Regions from separate parts of the Zea mays genome. Here all the other regions are linked to region 1. The links are chromatin contacts, called in public Hi-C maps. All regions are on one chromosome and are shown on one strand. The core of a region is the stretch at or near the end of the contact, and the rest is flanking DNA. Distances in the headings are between cores, read along the strand shown. Region 1 holds the start of LOC100277940. Region 2 holds the start of LOC100276162. Region 3 holds the start of LOC100383371 (Protein VASCULAR ASSOCIATED DEATH 1 chloroplastic).

Region 1 (3,299 bases), core at 274-2,773:
AGATTCTATCAACAACTCACAGTGACACAATGTCAAGTGAGCACCTGACTTCTTTATGTACGGGTTCCCACTGATAGTGGTGTAGTCACTTCTCTCCAAAATCTGAAACCAGTCAAGGAAAATATGTCAAAACTCATAATAGAGTTTGAGAAGGCGAAGCAGCTAAAGTCGAAAGATCCACTGAAGATCAAGCTTTGATATCTTTTTCTGCATCAAAAGCATATGTGTACCATGGCATCGAACGTGACAATTTTCTATCGAGATTACATAAGATTATATACTGAACACATAAAATGAGACAATGAGAGCACACTACACACATTTGTTTAGTTTGAGAAAGTGCAGCAAAGCAAATCAAAGTTAAATACTACTGAACTTTACAAAGTTATCACATGGAACATAAGTTTGTCAATATGTTCCTTTTAACAGGTGATCAAAAAACCAAATACACAAACAGCCAGATATTAATGGTGCCTAATAATATCATCAACTAACCGATACATGACCTAAGAAGAAGCAGATATACATGAGGCATAAACTCTGATCCCCCATCATATAAGCATAGTGAATATAAGTGAAGTTCATTCATTTCCTTGAGTGATCTATCAAGGCACAACAATCCCCTCTGGGAGGGCCACTATTAGTTATGGACTTATGGTAGGCAACTGAGTCCACTTAGTTCTGTTTGATCATGGACCCAGAGGATCTGGTTTCGCAGGCTGCAGAGCATCATTATCTATGTTTTGCAGGGCAAGACAAACATGACTCAAGCTTAACTACCGTCATTGCGTGAATTTCTACAGATTATCATTTTCTATGTCAGTAGCCCAAAACAGAGACAACCCGAGCGTGACTGTAGTTGTTTCTCCAATGCCAGTTAAGGGTTCCCATCTTGATAATTACAAATTGCTAGTAGTAACTCTATCAGCAACTTAATCACTAATTACACTCTATCGGCTTGCAAAGTGTAACGAGACGATAGAACAAGTACAAGTTGACGGGGCAATACAATGGTGTGTGTGGGACAGTGGGAGGGTGGCGGGAGGGGTGAGGGACGCACCGAGAGAGCTACGTCCTGGTAGTTTTTGAAGTTGGCCACGGAGAGGGAGGGGAGCAAGCCCCCGTCATAGGCGGCGGCGATGGGGCTCGCCATGGGAAGCCCCCAGAGCTCATGGGGCGGGGGGCTCTCAACGACCTGGAGCCTGTTCCTGGCTGCCGCTGCGTCGGGCGTGGCGTAGGGAGACGCATGAAGCCGGGGCGATGGCGAGGGCAGAGGCAGCGGTGCGGGGGGAGGCGGTGTGGCGTGAGAGGCGGAGACGAGCCGCGGGTTTTTGAACGGGCGGGCCGGCTGCAGCACCTCGCCGCGGTGGTCGTCGTCGCTGGCGGCGCAGCGGACGCGGGAGGAGGCCTTGGCAGCGGCGGAGTCGATGGCGGCCCAGAGCGCTGCGGAGTCGAGGTCGCTGTCGTCCATTGCCGATGGCGGAGGAAGCCTGTACTGCTGTGGCGTTGCAGCGCCTCCCCCGTCGCCGATTGAATTAGAAATGGAAATGGCCGAGAAAAAGGAGATCCATTCGCCTGGCTGGGCCTGCCTATTCTCCAGGCCCAGCCCAAAATAATTGCAATGAGCCCGCCTTCCTGTTGCTGTCGAAACGATTGTTGCAGCAGATCAATTTGGCGCATTGATTAAGATACGAATTCAAAACACACATCATGTGCTATCATTGTTTCAAATCGTAGAAGCTGACGCATCAGAACTTTTGTGCTCTGTGCTGTGCTGCTGCCTGCTGACCGCTCAAACCAATGGTGTTGAAATTGGAACATGTTTATCATGGAATAAAGAAGGTAGTACACAGTACAAAACAGTCCAATATAATCCGCTGCATGCATATACATATAAAGAAGGGCGCGGCTCAGCTCCCCGGCCCGATCCGGCCCTAGAAGTTCTTGGTGGCCTGGTACGTTTTGCCGAACTGCCAGTCGCGGGGCGTGACGTGCCAGGAGGTAGCCTTGCGGTGGTCGGCGGTCATGACGCGGAACGTCAGCGACTCGCCGGTGAGGTCGACCTCCGTGGTCCAGAGCTGGCCCCAGCTGCGCTTCATCGGCGTCCACTTGACGCGCTTGTTGCCCTTCACCCACAGCGCCACCACGTCCCCGGCGCCGCCCACGTTGGTCACCTTCACCTCGCTGTAGTGCTGGTTCCCCGTGATCGTGTACCGGATGCCGCCTTTCCTCTCGCACGCCACCCTGCATATTGCATGCGTGGATCGAGTTGTATATATATACATACCAGATCGATATGATGTATACCTCCGTACGTGCCCTTGAGTAGCTAGTTGACGTACTTGCGGTAGGTGATGGGCACGATGCCGGCCTTCTCCTCGGCGATCTTGAGGAACGCCGGTATGGTGAGGTCGAAGTGCTCGCCCTTCTGCCCGCTCACCGGCGGCGGGGCCTCGTTGGTGGCCGTCACCACCACGGTGCCCTTGGGGCCCTTGAGCTCATAGCACGCGCCGCACCCGGTGCCGTTGGTGTACAGCGACGGGCCCACGGCCGCCGTCAGGGTGCCGTAGTCTTTCCCCAGCTCGCCCTTGTAGCCGCACGCGCCGCCGTCCGTGGTGTCAGTTAACCCGTCGCGCCCGCCGTAGTACGTCGCGTGCCCGTCCGTCCACGGCTCCGCCTTAAACTTGCCGTGGTTGACGTGGGGCTTCTTTTTGCCGCCGCCGTCCTCCTCCTCCTCGGAGCCCACGGCGAGCCCGACGAGCAGCATCGACGCCAGGAGAGGCGCCATTATTGTCCACGAACGACCAGACATGATTGATGCTATGGTTTGATTTGTCCTTGGTATAGCAAGCTAGCTACGTGATAGTAATATATACGTAGGGGCGCAGGCATGCACCTGCCATTTTTAGATGCATGCGTGCTTTGCTTGTGGATGCATGTCCGGTGCAATGAAAATGAAACTATGGACGGCTTGGAGCAACAGGAGGACGTTGCCAACGCACTCCTAAAAAAAGCATCGCATTATACAAGAATACCAATAAAAACCTAAAATATATAACTCTTATATGTAGAATGTTGTTTAATTAATTTGATGCCATTAGATGATGTTGGGCTCCACCAATAAGACAATGCTACATCCGATCCGGCAAGACGCGCGCACACAAGTCGCCTTTATTTTTGTAGGGCCTGTTTGAAAACATCCAATCTTGAAACTGAGGTGGTTTCAAACATATCCGTTTATAATGTAGAAATTGGATTTTCAGTTTTTTAAAACAATGAAACCGGCCACTCCTAGCTAA
Region 2 (3,299 bases), core at 379-2,878, 850 kb before region 1:
TAGTCCTCCAAACACCCCCTTATTCGCAAGTAAGTTGTCACAGTTAATTGGGTTCCACGAGTTACTGAACATTTGGGACACAAGAAAATAGAACAGATTCTTAAAAAAAACATCGCTCTATCCGAGTTAAAATTATGTGCTAATGCATTCGTACAACCGTTAATATATGTATTTTATATATGTGTCTAGATTTATTATTGTCTATTTGATTGTAGACATAAAAAACAAGAGTTAAAATGAATTTTTAAAATAACACACACATATATATAGATCCTTTGCAAGACAGAATTATACTAATATAATATAGGGTATTGTGCACATATACTTGGATAAGATACCAAATTAAGGTGTTGTTGCAAGTAGTATATGAAGAGTGCATTTTTTTTGTTGTTGGAGAAACTTTGTGTGTGCCTCTGCATAAATTGACAAAATTCAACAACGTTCCTTGCACAGTGCATTTCTTGCTGCTAGGGCTGCACTAAAAGGCTGAAACGTATATGGTGTTGCTGCCAGCTGGTAACTGAGACTTGTTCCTCTTGCATGAGTTGAGTGCGCGCAGAAGTGTGATTTCTGCTGCAGCAGTTCGTTACTAGATTGCTTGCAAATTAAAGATAAAATTTCAGATGAGCTAGCTTATGGACGACCACACGGAGAAGAAACCAACAAATAATAATGAGTGTGTGTAAGTAATCAAGATAAAGTTTCAGATAACCGACCGCGGTGAATCACACTAGCTCACCAGTTCGCCGGGAACAAGAGAGAGTGAGAGACGGCAAGAAGTATTGCCGTAAGTACCGGTTGCCGAGGATGCGGAATACCACTATGATCCAGTTTAAATTTTACAAACCCACCCAATCAAATCACCCGCATCAATAACTTTTATTAAATCCATTAGACAAATTGCACTTATACTTAACACAACATCAAAATCAATAATTCAAATCGCTAGATAACTCTTTTATCTCGTTCACTCAAATCCAATGTACAATATTATTTAAATCATTTCTCATCCCTCATCCCCCACTACCCCCATTCGAAGTCCCAGCCTTCCCCTCCCTCTACCCCCGCGTCCCCTCACTCGTGTCACCACCGTAGCTGTCGACCCTTTCTCTCTGCTGTTGTTGAATTATAGCGTTAGTACGAGTCATATGCTAGTCAGCTAGTTCTGGGAAAAAGAAAATAAACAAGCGATTAGTATAAAAAATATTTTCCTTTTTTGATAGTATGTTCTATATCTAAATTATACAACTATCATATTTTAAATAGCAAATATGATAAATTTAGTTGACGATATAAATATTAACACTATTCAATATAATTTTGGTTAAACTTTAGTTAGTTTGGCTGATACAGATCTTATATTTATATTTATTTAGATGTAAAGGAGTACAACACAACGCCCCTGTTTATTTAAAAGAACACTAAAAACGATGCTGAGGAAATTGCAAACCAAATGAAGTTGCGAATGCCAAATTGGGGCAACATGTATTTAGCACAATGGGCTTCTTGCTCTCCGGCCTGCACCACACCCTCGTTGGACCTACGCAACTGGCGGCCCACACAGGCTAGAGCAACGAAGTCCAACAGATAGGAAGGTCCCTCTCCGGCCACAACTCACAAGTCCCCACAGCACTCTCCCCGACCTTGCCGTCCAGTCGTCCACCCCACCGCCGCAGCCTCGCCCCGAGGAGACAGGAGAACAGCAGGATGCCGGCGACGCCGACGATCATCGGCGCCCTCCTGGGACTGGGCACTCAGATGTACTCCAACGCCCTCCGCAAGCTTCCCTACATGCGCCGTATATCCCTTTCTCCCCTTCCCTTTCTCCTATTCCCCTGTTCATTTCTCCGTTTCTTGATCACGCATTGCGTCCCGCGCTCCGTGAGTCGTCCTGGCGCCCCATTTCCGTCTGATCTGCGATATTTCCACCTGCCCTCGTGGTGTTTCGTCTGGTCTGGGCGCCTTCCTTGGTCTTTGGGATCCTAGATGCGATATGGTTCTTGTTTTTTGGGGTTGAAGTCCATTTCTTCGTGATTTAGGAGGCAATACTGCCGAAGAGATACCCCTTTGGTCCCTATTCCACCCTACCATTCATGATTTCAGTATGTGCTTTGTACCAGTCTCCTTTTAGATATGATGATTCATTCTCACGTGCTTATTGTGTCTAAATTGTTATAGATCCTTGGGAGCATGTGTTGGGGATGGGTCTCGGTGCAGTATTTGTGAACCAGCTGGTAAAATTTGACGAGAAGCTCAAGGAGGACCTCGACAAGATGCTTGAGCGCGCCAGGCTAGCCAACGAGCAACGCTACATTGGTACAGTGCTAACTTGCTTATGGCATCTTAACAACAGCAAAGACTTTGCCCAAGTTAGAAGTCTACATCGGATATATCCAAACAATCTCAATTGGTGTTGGACAAACTTTTTTTCAATTGGTGCTACCTGTACTCATGTATATCATCGTTTGAAGCCACAAATTAAGGGTTTATACACGTCGATAGCTGTTCTCTATTCATTTCTGTTCAGAGTTAGATCTTTAGTATATTCCATCTTTTCTAGTCTCCTCTTTCCATATTAACTTCGGTCTTCTCCTATCTCTCTTCCTATTACTATCATGTATTAGTATCCCACTATATATTGGTGTCTCTGGAGGTCTACATCGGATATATTCAAACAATCTCAATTGATGTTGTACAATCTTTTTTTTTCAATTTGGTGCTACCTGTACCCATGTATATCATCATTTCGGACTCGATCCCTTCTTATATAGCCACAAATCCAACATAATATACACATTTCCGCAACACTTATTATCTGTTGAACGTTGAACATGATGCCTTTTTAGCCTAATATCCTGCACCATGCAATGTAACAGGTCTAATTGCTGTCATATAAAAGTTTCCTTTTAGTTTGCGTGATATGCTCTGGTTGCATAGACGCCAAATGTTTGGTGCCACTTCCTCCATCATGCTTTGTTTTATGGCTAACATCTAATCAATACCCCTATCTCTCTATCTCTCCGTAGCATTGATCCTAAATAACGGAAGTTATCCTCCTTGGGCATTTCTTGACCTTTTAAACTAACATCTCCTTGTGTATAGTGTTGAAGTCCCATCTCACGTACTCTGTTTTATTTCTATTGAATCTAAAACTTTTGAACTCTAGAGTCTCATGCCACAAGTTTAGTTTCCTATTATCCTGCCCGACTTTCATCAATGAGCACTACATCGTCCTCAAAAAGTATATACCAAGGGATATCCCCTTATATGTCTCTTGTGACCTCATCCATCACTAAGGC
Region 3 (3,299 bases), core at 452-2,951, 660 kb before region 1:
AAACGACGAATTGTGGTATCAGTTTCTCACTTGCATACATAAAAGTGTAACAACACAATGACATTTTTTAAAACCATTGTTTTGCTTTATTCAGAAGGGCGGGCCTGGTGCTGTGGTGAGAGTTGTCTTTGTCTCACTAAGTCACCATGTCATGGGTTCGAGATCCTCTTCGGATTTGCGAGAGAAGGCTTGCCTCGGTTTATCCCTTCACTAGACCTATTAGGAACCTCTAGGACTAGGTCTGCCCTCTAGTGTTTTCCTTTATTAAAATGGAGAGGATAGTCCATAAATAAATGTTATAGAATGTCAAGTGCACTTGAATCAAATAAACTTACATGTACGGTAACAGGCTATATTAGATGGGCACTTGGCTTAAGCGCTATTGCTCAAAATCCACCTATCAAACTACCTTTCACTCAACTATCAGCAAGATAATTAGGTATTCTCACTCAAAATCCTCCTTTTTGTACAGTGGTGCAATCTAACCGTAAACCAAATCAAAAGCGCAAGGGAACTCATGGAACTACAAACCGCTTAAGGGTCTGTTTGGTTGGGTTGTGGTTGTGAAAAAAGATGTTGTGAAAAAAGCTGTTGTGGGCTGTGAGCTGCGGAAAAAACTGTTGTGCTGTTTAAAAGCTAAAAATTTAGTGGAAACCACCAAAAACCGTTAAAAGTTATTCGATATATATTTTCACAGTTCCATCCGAAAGCCACTAAAAACAGGTTCAAGGTGCTTTCAGTTTTGCACTGCGAGAAAATCAGTTTTTAGAAAAAACTGCTTTTTGGATCCAACACTTTGGTTTGACTTTTGGCTTTTAGGGCCAATAGCAAAACCAAACACACCCTAAGAGTGAAGTCAACCAATAATTATAAGGCTCCTCTGAACTCACTCATAATTCAGCCAACAGCACAGCTGCTGCACTGTACATTCAGTATATCAAACCGAACTGTCAAAGCAAGATGCTGGCATACTCCAGAGCAAAGGACAAAATGATGGCATACTCCAGAGCAAAGGGTAAAGGAGTGAATTAATTGCGATAAGGTTTGTCCTAGAAAACGACGGGTGATCAATAAGTCAAAGCCCCCACGAAATCAAATCCCCTCCGCACCAGTACGAGCACTTGAGCATCCAAAATCCGCAGAACGGAACGATCACGGTGTAAATTCAACAGCTAGATCGATCGCTAGGAGGGGGGAGGAGCTAGGGATCACTCGGCACCAATCGGCCGCGCGTCCAATTACCTCGTCGGGCGGCAGCCGGAACAGAAGCCTGTACTCCTCGCTCCTGCTCGCGAGCAGCGGGCTCTGCACGACCAAACACCGCGCCACGTCAAACACGCCCCAGGGCAGACGAGGGGAAAAAAGGAGATGCGGTGCGATTCCAGCGGTGATCGAATTCGCACGCAAGCGCGCTGCGCGCGGCACCCACCGAGGCGTCGGGGGCGGAGAGCTGGTCCCCGGAGTAGGCGGAGGCCGGGGAGGAGGACGCAGACGCGTAGACTGCGGGCGGCGCCGACGCGAGGCGCCGCGGCCGGGGGGCCGACGAGGGTGCGGCGGTGGGGATGTCGGCGGGGCTCGCCCGGGTCGGGGAGGCGACCGTGGGTGAGGCCATGCCGGTGGACGCAGGCGAGACTGGGGTCGGGCGCAGTCGAGCGGAGTCGGAAGCAGAGGCGACCTCGCCGGGAGGGCAGGAGGGCGAAGTGTGAGGGTGGTGGGAAGATTGAGAAAGAAGGGTAGGCCAGTCGGAGGAGGAACGTTTGACGGTGACGTGTTCCGGCTCCGGCGTTCTTGCTCTGCTCCGCCTTCTTCTGCCCTGTAGCCCGTGCGTTGCAACGGAACCGAATTATAACACGATAACTTACATATCTCTGTTCTATGTTATAGATATGTGTCCGTGCGTTGCGACGGAAGTAAAAGATTTGTATGAAACATTAATACGGAACGACAAACATCACTATAACATGCAAAATCCGTGTGGAAAACATTATCAATATCACACTAATCAGCTAATCCTTTTTAGCGATATCGATAAGTCTCTGTTGTATTGTCGGGGACCATAATTAGGGGTACCCTCAAGGTTCCTAATTCTCAGCTGGTAACCCCCATCAGCATAAAGCTGCAAAGGCCTGATGGGTGCGATTAAGTCAGGGATCGGTCCATTCAAGAGACTCGATCACGCCTCGCCCGAGCCTAGCCTCGGACAAGGGCAGCCGACCCCGGAGGATCTCCGCCTTGCCCGAGGCCCCCCTCTAGCGGCGAACATATTTCCGGCTCGCCCGAGGCCATGTCTTCGCTAAGAAGCAACCCTGACCAAATCGCCACGCCGACCGACCAAATCGCAGGAGCATTTAATGCAAAGGTGGCCTAACACCTTTATCCTGACGCGCGCCCTTCAGTCGACAGAGCCGAAGTGACCGCCGTCACTTCGCCGCTCCACTGACCGGCCTGACAGAAAAACAGCGCCGCCTGCGCCGCTCCGACTGCGGTGCCACTTGACAGAGTGAGGCTGACAGGCAGTCAGGCCCGGCCGCAGGCGCCATAGGAAGCTCCGCTCCACCCGACCCAGGGATCGGGCTCGGGCTAAGCCCCAGAAGACGGCGAACTCCGCTCCGCCCGACCCAGGGCTCGGACTCGGGCTAAGCCCCGGAAGACGGTGAACTCCGCTCCGCCCGACCCAGGGCTCGGACTCGGGCTAAGCCCCGGAAGACGGCGAACTCCGCTCCGCCCGACCCAGGGCTCGGACTTGGGCTCAGCCCCAGAAGACGACGAACTCCGCTTCGCCCGACCCCAGGGCTCGGACTCAGCCCTAGCTTCAGCCGACGGTCTCCGCCTCGCCTGACCCAGGGGCTCGGACTCGACCACGACCACGGAAGACAGACTCGACCTCGGCCTCGGAGGAGCCTCCACATCACGCAACCTAGGGCGCGGGCCAGCCACGTCAACAGGAGGCGCCATCATTACCCTACCCCGAGCTGACTCAGGCTACGGGGAACAAGACCGGCGTCCCATCTGGCTCGCTCCGCCAGATAGGCAATGATGGCGCCCCGCACGCTCCCTGACGACGGCGGCTCTCGGCCCCCTTACGGAAGCAAGAGGACGTCAGCAAGGACTCAACCGCCCCGATAGCTGTCCTTCCGCCAGGCTCCAGCGCTCCTCCGACGGCCATGACATCACACCAACTGGGTGCCAAAACCTCTCCGGCTGCCACGACGGCGTGTACTTAGGGCACTAGCTCCCCTCCGCTAGACACGTAGCACTCTGCTACACCTCCCATTGTACACCTGGATCCTCTCCTTACG

What was found. A called contact is a pair of places that touch in the nucleus more often than the background predicts.
Region 2: a contact with region 1 is called in a Hi-C map of ear, with 3 times the contacts expected there. The contact joins the promoter of LOC100276162 here to the promoter of LOC100277940 in region 1. A contact is called at or near these places in 4 of 25 Hi-C or Micro-C datasets (ear, leaf and tassel).
Region 3: a contact with region 1 is called in a Hi-C map of leaf, with 2.2 times the contacts expected there. The contact joins the promoter of LOC100383371 here to the promoter of LOC100277940 in region 1. A contact is called at or near these places in 6 of 25 Hi-C or Micro-C datasets (bundle sheath, ear, endosperm and 2 more).

What each region holds. Positions count from the first base shown.
Region 1 is chr2:206,681,595-206,684,893 of Zm-B73-REFERENCE-NAM-5.0, reverse strand. LOC100277940 reads right to left here and starts at 1,523. Exons shown (of 5, transcript NM_001366953.1): 1 at 1,061-1,523; 2 at 45-102. The coding sequence starts at 1,471. LOC100282488 (alpha-expansin 9) reads right to left here and starts at 2,840. Exons shown (of 2, transcript NM_001155397.2): 1 at 2,343-2,840; 2 at 1,803-2,244. The coding sequence starts at 2,812. The coding sequence ends at 1,935.
Region 2 is chr2:207,532,784-207,536,082 of Zm-B73-REFERENCE-NAM-5.0, reverse strand. It overlaps LOC100276162, which reads left to right and starts at 1,628. Exons shown (of 3, transcript NM_001360977.1): 1 at 1,628-1,798; 2 at 2,179-2,316. The coding sequence starts at 1,708.
Region 3 is chr2:207,344,931-207,348,229 of Zm-B73-REFERENCE-NAM-5.0, reverse strand. LOC100383371 (Protein VASCULAR ASSOCIATED DEATH 1 chloroplastic) reads right to left here and starts at 1,701. Exons shown (of 18, transcript NM_001362074.1): 1 at 1,430-1,701; 2 at 1,243-1,305. The coding sequence starts at 1,612.